2 separate regions of the Oryctolagus cuniculus genome follow, and region 2 is linked to region 1. A link is a contact called in public Micro-C data. All regions are on one chromosome and are shown on one strand. Each heading gives the region's core, a stretch centred on a gene start, on an enhancer-like site or on the middle of the called end of the contact. The rest is flanking DNA. Distances are from core to core; before and after follow the strand shown. Region 1 has its middle 46 kb from the start of ANKRD55. Region 2 has its middle 140 kb from the start of MAP3K1.

Region 1 (4,651 bases), core at 1,674-4,173:
CTGCAGTCTTGCCCAGGTTTGGAAGCCTACAGGCCGGACCTGAGAAACCAGTATGGAGATGCTCATCTCTGCCTACTGCCCCCCACCCCCCTCCCTAGCCCACCAAAGATATAAAAAGGCCCAGCCCGCTGGGGTCTGTGTGCATGCTGGCAGTTGATCATCCTCTCTGAGTTTATTTTCTTTGAATAAATTCAGTCCAACTGGGAGTTTGTGTTCTGTCTCCTCTCTGTTCTGCACCCCTTTTCTTACGCTCGGTGCCCCCCCATCCCATGTGCAGAGGCACCAATCTGCCCCCTTTTTCTTACAGTGCTGACATCTGCTATCCTGCTAAGATCCTACATTTCATCTAGAACTGTCTGGTTACTTCGCCATATAACCTCACCAGATCCTGACCCCGGGTCTCCCTCCAATCTCCTTAGTAATCTAAGGAATTATCAACATATTCTGTGAGCCATGGTAGAGCCTACAGACAACCTATGCGCTTCCCTCAGCCTGAAGCCCCCTCCGCAGTGGGCTTTGTCATTTGTATTGAACTTCTCTATTCTGTATCCCAGAGTTTGGAAAACTATCTGTTTTATAGGTTTTCAAAAAGAAAAGACTTTCTCCTTATGAAAGAGTTTAAAACCCATTCACTATTTATTTAACAAGTGCTACAGGGAGCCCAATGAGAGCCAGGAATCTCCTAGGTCCTATGGACACAGCAAGGCACAAGAGATACAAATTAACGTCTTAGGGACAGGTGCGTTGTGGTGATGGGGATGATGTTGATAGAAAAGCAGGGAAAGCAAAATGTAGAGAAGGCACCTCTTGGTGTGGGATAGGACGTGTACCAATGGGACAGGATGTGTACCAATGGGACAGAGCAGTTCTCTCCGTGTTAGCCAGGTAGGCTTCTGCTTCCAGTGTCTTAATCCAACAGGAACCTAGATGTTGTTGAGACAGTGTGTTGTGGAAGTGACAAAAAATCTGCAACGAGTGGATTTTAAGTAAAGCAGCCCACCCTCCCTAACGTACGGGGGCCTCATTGAATGGACTGCAGGCCTTCGCAGCAAAGACCGGGGTTTCCCGGGGAAGAAAGGACACGGCCCTGAGCCTGTAGCATGAACTCCCGTCCGTTCCAGCCAGCTGGCCTGCACTGAGGACTTCAGACCCGCCGCCCCCACTATCACGTGAGCCAACCCCTGAAGAACCCTGACCAATCCAGAAACAATTTTGGATGCCGATGTCTTTGCTTGCGAATGTCAAGTTCGCTCACACGTCACATTCTCAGAGAGGCCTGTTCTGATCATTCTGTCAAAAGTAAGAATTAATTATCTCCCATTCAGCAGTCCTCATCTTCTGACCTTGCTCTATTTATTTCCCATTGCAGTGCGGCTTTCCACGAGCTGTGTTACCATTTATTGTGTTTATTTTCTGTCTCCTCCCTCGAGTGCATAAACTTCAGGATGGCAGGTGTCACTGGATGGGTTCCCTGGGAACGAAGCTCTGAGCTGGAGAGTTGTGTGAGGAAGGCTTGCTGGGGACATTCTCAGGAAGGCCAGTCACAGGGAGTGGGGGTCGGACTGCAACGTCCGGGCAGTGAGCGGGGGGAGGGGCTCAGGTGGTCCCAGGGGTCTGAGGCTGGGGCAGTGCTAGAGTGAAGTGCTGAGCTGACACAAAGGATGCTGGGTCTTTATTGTGCCGCATCAACAGTCATCGCATGCAGGCTTCCCCCAGGAAGGGGCATTTCTTTTGGTAAGTCAGCTTCCTTTGGCCAACAGCATTTCCCGGCAGGGTCATTGGCCAGCAGCCCTCCTGGCAGCTGGGGAATGGAAGGGGCAGCTTGGTCCTGAATGGGGATCTGGGACCCCCTGGATTTGGCTCTTGCTGCATCCCCAGTTCCCAGAACAGGGCCAGGATCATTGGGTGATGGGTGGACGAATAACTGAATGAATGAATTCTTTGCAGAAAGGTAGGCGTGCACAAACGGGATGCAGCCCCTCTTCTCAGTTGAAAAGACAGTAAAACTAGGAAGCAGGCTGGTGGGATTGCCAACACCAACGAGGCAGGCCAGCATGGTGGAAAGCAGACGGTGATCCATGGGGGGAATTGAGGCTCAGGGCGGCTGGAGGGGCGTGGCAAGGCTGGGAGTGGCGCCACATAGGTGTATGTTCCAGGGAGCTTCCAAGTCTTGCATGGGGCTCCTGTGCCCCTGTTAGGACCAGGCTGTGCCGTGGCAGGCCCGAGTGGCACTGGGGTTAAAGAGCTTGCGCTCCTAACAGCAGGAGCACCTGGCTCCTGTGATGGGGAACTCTGAGCAAGCCTTTTCTCCTAGCTTTTGGCTCAGTGTGGGCCAGGGGACTCTGAAGACGGCCTGGCTGTAAATCAGCAAGTCCCGTGAAGGCGCACTCCAGGGTCTCAGTGGAAAAGGCTGCTCACAACAGCACGGCTTCGTGGTCTGCAGGAATGCTGTGGCGAGTGGCCCCGGAGGTCCAGGGGTTAGGCGCTGGGGCTGGGAATGGAAAGGAGCCCAAGGAGCAGGAGCCGGGAAGGCCCCAGTCCCGTGCAAGAGCTGTGCAAATGCATTTCTAGATAGCAGCCGTGCGGAGTGGGGCCTTGCACTTAATGACTGCCCGCTGACCTTGGTTCTGGGTCTAGTTCCACCACTCCCTGGCTGTGTGACCTTGAGGATGCCTGTGCCTCTCAGGGCCTGGCTCATCTCCTCTGTAACATGCTAGATTGCAGCCCAAATGGGATGTTTGGGAATGAATGACCTGTGAGACCCTGACTTCAGAAAGCATTTGGAGAGATGACTAAAAGCGTGAAAAGGAGAGAAATGTAGACAGCATGCAGGCCAGAAAGAACTCTCCGGCCTGCTGGGCTGATGCGAGCCCTTGGGAGGGGCCGGGCTTGCGAAGGGAAGTGCAGGACTTCTGTGGAGTTGGCCCCATGCCCCAGGGGGAGGAGTAGCAGGAAACTGTTTTGTCCACTTCTCCAGGCCAGAGGCCTCTTCCAGATCTTCCCAGGAGCTGGAGGCCAGGCCGAAGAAGAAGAGGACAATCCTAGCTGATGCCTGCTGCCACACTGTGGGGCTGGCCCTCTCCTGACACCTAGGCCTGGTGGGAGGGCCATGCGCTTCAGCTGTTGGCCTGCTCACTTCCCTGGGGGGCTGGACAAGGCCCACAGAGCGACAGACTTCCGCTCCCAAGAGATGAGAGCCCACATGCTCCCTTCCCAACCCTTGATGGGAGGCTTAAAAACAGCACATAGGGGCTCCCCCCAGCCACTTCCTCCCTTGTTCCTTTACCTCTTCCCTCGTGTGCAAGTCCACCCGGACTGTCGGGACACAGTCAAAGCAAGGCCACGGACACGCATGTGGTGCCCACATAGCCAGTCCGGGACAGACAACGCCCACGCCGTGTGCTCACATCTCCCTCCACACAGCAAGGGTTCGCCCCTTGGTCAGTGTCACTGTGGACAAATACTATTTATTCAGCAAGGAGGCTGTGCGTTTTTAATCCCTGACTCATCAGGAAGAGGAATTTGGCAGAGAGAGGGGGAAAAAAGGGTGAAGAATGAATGGGAATGAAACCGAGAGAGGCAGGAATGTGGTGAGGAGGGTCGGGGTCTGCCCTTTGGAGCGCAGGGGAAGAGGGCAGGGAGGTGCCTGGGAGGAGGTGGCGTGAGGACCCCAGCTTGCCCTTGGGCAGCTGCGGAGGGGAAGGAGACTCTGGGCTGTGCCCCTTCCTGAGCCCTGGGTTCTGAGGCCCAGGCTGTGGACCCCTGTGGAGGGGGGACTGCAGGGGAAATCCACATTGGCCCCTGTCACCGTGAGTTCAGGGGCTATTGTGGGAGGGGGCACAGCCAGTTCTGGTTAAACCCAGGTCCTTCTGTTCAGAGCAGTGGGACCCAGACGCACGCGGCAGCGAAGCCTGAGCACCAGTCTCCCAATTCCAGTTCTCCTTGGCCCTCGCGGTCTCTGCACTCTGCGTTCAGCAGCCCAGCCATGGGAACACACTTTGTAGCGGCTCCTTTTGCTTGGCCCAAGGCCCAGGACCCGTGACAAGGGCTGCCCTGGGCCTCCCCCTGCAGTGTCAGCTGAGTCTAGACATGGAGCGGAGGGAAAGTGGCTCACATGGGGACACCCCCTTTGCTCTTTCTGCCTACGCATTTCCCTTCCTTCCTCCCTTCCTCCCTCCCTCCCTTCCTTCCTTCCTTCCTTCCTTCCTTCCTTCCTTCCCTCCCTCCTTCCTTCCTTTCTTCTTTCTTCCCTTGCAGCCCTGTCTTCCACATGATGGTACTGCCTCTTCCTCCCCCCTCTTGAAAAGTCTTGGCGGGGGGAGTGGCATTAATTAAGTCCCGACTGCAAGAGGCATTTAATCCTTACAGTATTCTTCAGAGATGCCTTTGCTCCCATTGCATGGATGAGCAAACTGAGGCTTAGGAATTGAGTGCCTGAGTGGAGGTCTTCGCTCACAATCACACTCTACCTGGGGCTCGCTCTCATGTCCACCTCTGCCCCTCGCTGGCTCCACAGCGCTCTTCACCTCCACCTCTGGAACAGCTGATGTGTCAGCCTCAGGTGTGAGCACAGCATTCTAGAAATTCTCATTGAAGCAGCAGAAACAAATGGGGCAAGATGATTTGTAGGGCGCTGGAGCCATGGAGGGTG
Region 2 (4,843 bases), core at 791-3,290, 340 kb after region 1:
ATCCTCCTCTACACTCAAAGATCAGTTCTTTTCCCAAACAGTTTGCCTTTAAATTCCTGAAAATTTTGCAGATACTTTTTTTAACCCCTTCATCACTGGACTCTGAGATTCTTCAAGATAGAGAACGATGCCTTTTCTGTCTCTGGGTCTCCAGTGCCCTGGCTCCACAGGCGAATCCAAAGCATTTACTGAAGACAAGAACCCAGCGCAATGCTCTGCAAGGTCAGTCTGTTAATTATGGGGTCTATTTCAAGCTTTTCCTTTTTTATGTAAAAAATTCAAAGACTCGGGAAACTAGCTGGCAAGCATCTGAAGAGGTCATTTAATCTAACCTCTTCAAATTCCACCTTCGAAAGCCGAGGCCTGTGTCCATGGTTGTATTTGCAGACAAGTTGCTGAGAGTTTATGCAGAATAAGTAATATTTGCTACTGTCAAGGGGACCATCTCACTGAAATAATTCTGATAGCATCCCAGTGGGGCAGAGCGAAAATCTCTCAGGGGTTCAGGAGGCCCCCACATTAATGCAATGATGTTATTTCTCCCAACAGCAATCTCAGGGCATGACAAGGGTGTTCCTTGTATAAAACACACGACAAAGGCTGCAGGTGAAAATCCCTCACACCCATCCCGTGATCTGAGAAGGAACAGCTTTTAGCACAGTGAGATGCAGAAATATTAATATCAAGAAGCTGGACTTTCAATCAAGGCCAGAAAACACAGTTGCTCAAAGTAAAAGCACGAAGAGAGGAAGAATTTACAGCGAGAAGGGCAGCGGTGATAAGGACGACTTGCTTCTTCACAATGAACTCATTGTGGCAAACTTGCAAGGCCCCAGCAAGCAGACAAGGGTCCCTTCACCCTGTGCCCAGGACAGTTTGGCCAAGGGACATCTAGGGTGACATGCCTCAAACAGTCAGCACTAATCTCGCATCCCGGAATAGCCCAAACAACCCGTCCAACCTGACTGTCTGCCTTTTCAAAACCGCCTTTGGAATTCTCGACTCAGCCCAGCTTGGTTGACGCCGCAGTGGCCCTTCTGGGGCTTCTCTGGTGACCCGATCTTCATCCACAATGACATCCCCCTAGAGACCCACCGACCCCCAGATTTGCCGGAGGGTGACACTAATATTAGACGCGGTTAGAAGTAATGATTCCAAGCAGACGGGCATGTATTGACACACAGGCAGAGTTGCCACACAGGCATTTCTTCCGTCTGATATCCCTCCTGGCAGAAAAGAGATTCAACTGACATTGACCTTGAAAAAGAAACCTCCTTTTTTGATGCATTACCATGGCAACAGTCTACCCCCACCCCCCAGGGCACCTGCCCACAGTTTGCACCTGCCAGCTGGTGGCAAGAGCGGACCAGCAGCCTTGGTTCCCAGTCACTGTGCTCATTTCATCAACAAAGGTACCAGCGGTGCCAGTTGGCTTCACGATATGGATACCTGCCCGCTCAGCATTGGCCTTGAGATCAGGGACTTTCACAAAGGCCAGCCAACAGCTGGCAGGCAGGAACCACCGGGTCATTGTCATCCTGGGCGGAATTGGAAGGAGCCCTCAGGAGACAAAGGCTCTGTCTGTAACCACAGCACCCCTCCCTCCCTGGGTGGTGTATGTGCAGCTGAAGGGCCCCTGCTGTGGGGGAGCCATGTGGCTTGAAGGTGCCTTTCCGGGCCTCCCTGCCCCCCTCCCGTGTGCGCTCGAGTGCTGCTGTGGAAAACCTTCCCTGCCCATGTCTCGTTTTATTGCAAATCAGAAAGCTCACCATAAGTCACCCTGGGCCAGCGGGTTCGGAGGTGGAGCTGGCAAGCAGAAGCCATGTCAAACTGCCCCCGCCGCCACCCTCTCCTCCCCCCTGGTCCCCCCCCTCCCCCCCCCGCTCTGCTGGCTCCACACCAAGGCCTGCGAGGATTTCTTGTCACATGAGCTTAATGTAGTTTCACATCCTCTAAAGCAAAGCTCTGTCGAAACTCCCTAGTCTCACATGGCTTCAGCTCAAAACAAGCACCCCACTCAGCTGCGCCCTCGCCCTCGCAAGCAGCAGGTCAGGAGACCTGGGTTCCAGGTGCAGCTCGGTCCGCAGGACCCTGTGCGATGACTGCTCCTCAATTCCTTCAGCAAGGAAATTAGGGGGCTCACTACAGGAGCTGCCACCAGGGTCCCTTTCAACATTCTTTCTCCAAAAAAATTGTTTTTAAACTTTATCTTCCTGGCTGCTTTGAAAAGCAGCTGCTAATCTGGGAATCTCTGAAAGCTAAGAGAGATTATTTTGGCTTAAAAAAAAATAGCAGGTACACACAACAACCTGGATGCATCTCAAAATACTAGGGTGAATGAAAGAAGCCTTACATACCGAAGAGCTCGTAGTACACGATTTTATCACGTAAAATCCTAAACCAGACAAAACTCATCTGCGATTAAAAACCTAGCTTGGTGGTAGCTTCTAGGAGTGAGATGGCAGCAGGGCCTACCCAGAAAGAGGCGAAACAGAACTTCCTACAATGAAACTTATGCTTCATGGCTGCACAGGTCCGGGTCACACAGGTGAAAGTCTTTGTAGAAAGCGACTCTTGAGATGGGTTGATAGAAGCAATGAAGTAATTATAACAACCGTGTTCACTGTAGACTCTACATTGTGGGTATATTCATGATGAATGCCTTCAACTTTTCTATGTATTTGGAAATCTTTGTAACAAAATGACTAGAAAAGGTAGGCTGTAATAAATTAGAAAGTTCCTGTCCCTCCCGTTTCCTCTCGTCTCCATCTCCTCCCTCTTTCTTGACGTGTGACCTTTTCCTCCATTCAATGAGTCACTGGTAAAGGGGATGGATATTCATTGATCAGAGCAGAAAAATCGCTGGTGCTCTGTGATGTGTGATCGCTTTATCACCGACACGGCCTTCGAGGAAAAAGCATAAGTCCTGCACACCAGAGCCTGCCCTTTGGCCTCACCTTCCTCCATGCAGATATCACACAGAAGGCTTTTTTTTTTCTTTTTGACAGGCAGAGTTAGACAATGAGAGAGAGAGAGAGAGAGAGAAAGGTCTTCCTTCCGTTGGTTCACCCACCAAATGGCCACTATGGCCGGCGTGCTGCGCCCATCTGAAGCCAGGAGCCAGGTGCTTCCTCCTGGTCTCCCATGGGGTGCAGGGCCTAAGCATTTGGGCCATCCTCCACTGCTTTCCTGGGCCACAGCAGAGAGCTGGACTGGAAGAGGAGCAACTGGGACAAAACTGGTGCCCCAACCAGGACTAGAACCCGGAGTGTCGGTGCCACAGGCAGAGGATTAGCCTCGTGAGCCACGGCACCGGCCAAAGAAGGCTTCTGAGAGGCCAGTCCCCTGCCCATTTACACTGTTGGTCTCCCTCCCCACCTCATGTGCTACTGCTGTTTGATTACCAACCTCCTTAATGACCTTGGAATGAACACATCCCAATCAAGGCATGTTAATCCAATACAAGTGTAATGGGGACATACATTTTTAGAATCACTCTGAGGGTGAAATCAGTTACCAAAGGGCAGAGTTTGAACACATGCTCCTTTCCCTAGACTCACTGCCCTGTTATTACTCACCATAATACGCTGTCGTAAAAACCCTGCAATACTGACTTTCATAACCACTTCCCTTGAAGACCCCAAACACATTCTTCAAATTGCTTCTCCCCAATTTGATTTCTTCTCTTGGAAAAACTTCAAGCCAGACATACATAAAGCAGCATATAAACTCTGCTGGTCTGCCTTGGGGCCAGCACAGATCTAATTCACTGCTAACTTCTTTTAGAGAGAAAAAAAAATTAAAGGAAAGAAGCAATAACCAAGAAGGTTGAAAAAATATATTTCCTCAGTGCAGAGTTTATGACTCTTGTCCATTTTCTAGCTGACAAGTCAATCACATTTCATGGAAATGCGCACATTTACTAAGCACCAACCATGCTCAAGGTCTCTACTTTTCCCAGGAATAGTATATCGGTTCCTTTGCTCCAAACCAGTGTATGGTCTAACTTTGTGAAGGAGATAAAGTATACGTTTATGTGAAGTTGAATAATGTTGGATTTAAACAATTGTTGGATACACCATTGAAGAGACACACAAACCTCTTGAACATTGAGCTATCTACTGAGTGGGGGGACACCAGGAGTTGAAGAAGGAACATGTCACCTCTTGCTGGATGCAAACCAAGGTTTTCCCAAGGTGAGAAGCCATCCGTTATGTGTGGAAGAACGGGTGGAATTTGAGGACTGCAAGAAAGGGAGCGTCTACCCTGGGCAGGTGAAATAGGGCAATTCAAGGAGTAATTTTGTTCATAACCCTCAAACCCCACAGAAGCATCAGTCCATGTATAAGATGACTCTGTGACAGTTCCTTGAAGGAATTGTTTTTTAAATTATCCTCTTACCACTCAAGGGGAAATTACAAAATAATATCAAATTCTTGGCAAACCAACCCCAGTCCACCCTAATGCCTCAAAGTCAACATGGGGTGGATCAGTACAGTCAAGCAGAGACACTGAGACCACATTAACAGGAGGTACCATCCCCAGAGTGAAACCTCAATGACCTGGAGTAACCTTGAAGGACACGTGTAAGGGAATGTTCATTCTCCCAGCTGAGCCCTTACCTGATGCAGAAGCAGCCTTGGAGTCTTTACTCAGATAGCCTGGTCTTGGCAGGGAAGAGGACTTGCCACTTTCCACAATCATGCTCACTTTGACACTGACATTTATTTCCAGCCGCTGGTTCTGGATTTCCACAATTATTCTAAACAAAGCCAGAGTTTCCACTCTTTGGGTTTCTCAGAATTTTAATTACTGCGGCAGATGATTTCCTTTCTCGATAAAC

What was found. A called contact is a pair of places that touch in the nucleus more often than the background predicts.
Region 2: a Micro-C map of ear pinna shows a contact between it and region 1, with 2.6 times the contacts expected there. The contact joins two enhancer-like sites. A contact is called at or near these places in 2 of 6 Hi-C or Micro-C datasets (ear pinna and an unstated tissue).

The regions. Positions count from the first base shown.
Region 1 is chr14:77,005,443-77,010,093 of mOryCun1.1, forward strand. It overlaps the pseudogene LOC100347986. Among named protein-coding and RNA genes, the nearest start is that of ANKRD55, 46 kb to the left of the region's middle. Within about 2 kb of position 2,924, at least 4 of the 8 cell types and tissues checked have an H3K27ac peak or open chromatin away from gene starts, as enhancers often do. A contact at or near this core is called in ear pinna, where this site is marked.
Region 2 is chr14:77,349,346-77,354,188 of mOryCun1.1, forward strand. No RefSeq gene overlaps it. Among named protein-coding and RNA genes, the nearest start is that of MAP3K1, 140 kb to the right of the region's middle. Within about 2 kb of position 2,041, at least 1 of the 8 cell types and tissues checked has an H3K27ac peak or open chromatin away from gene starts, as enhancers often do. A contact at or near this core is called in ear pinna, where this site is marked.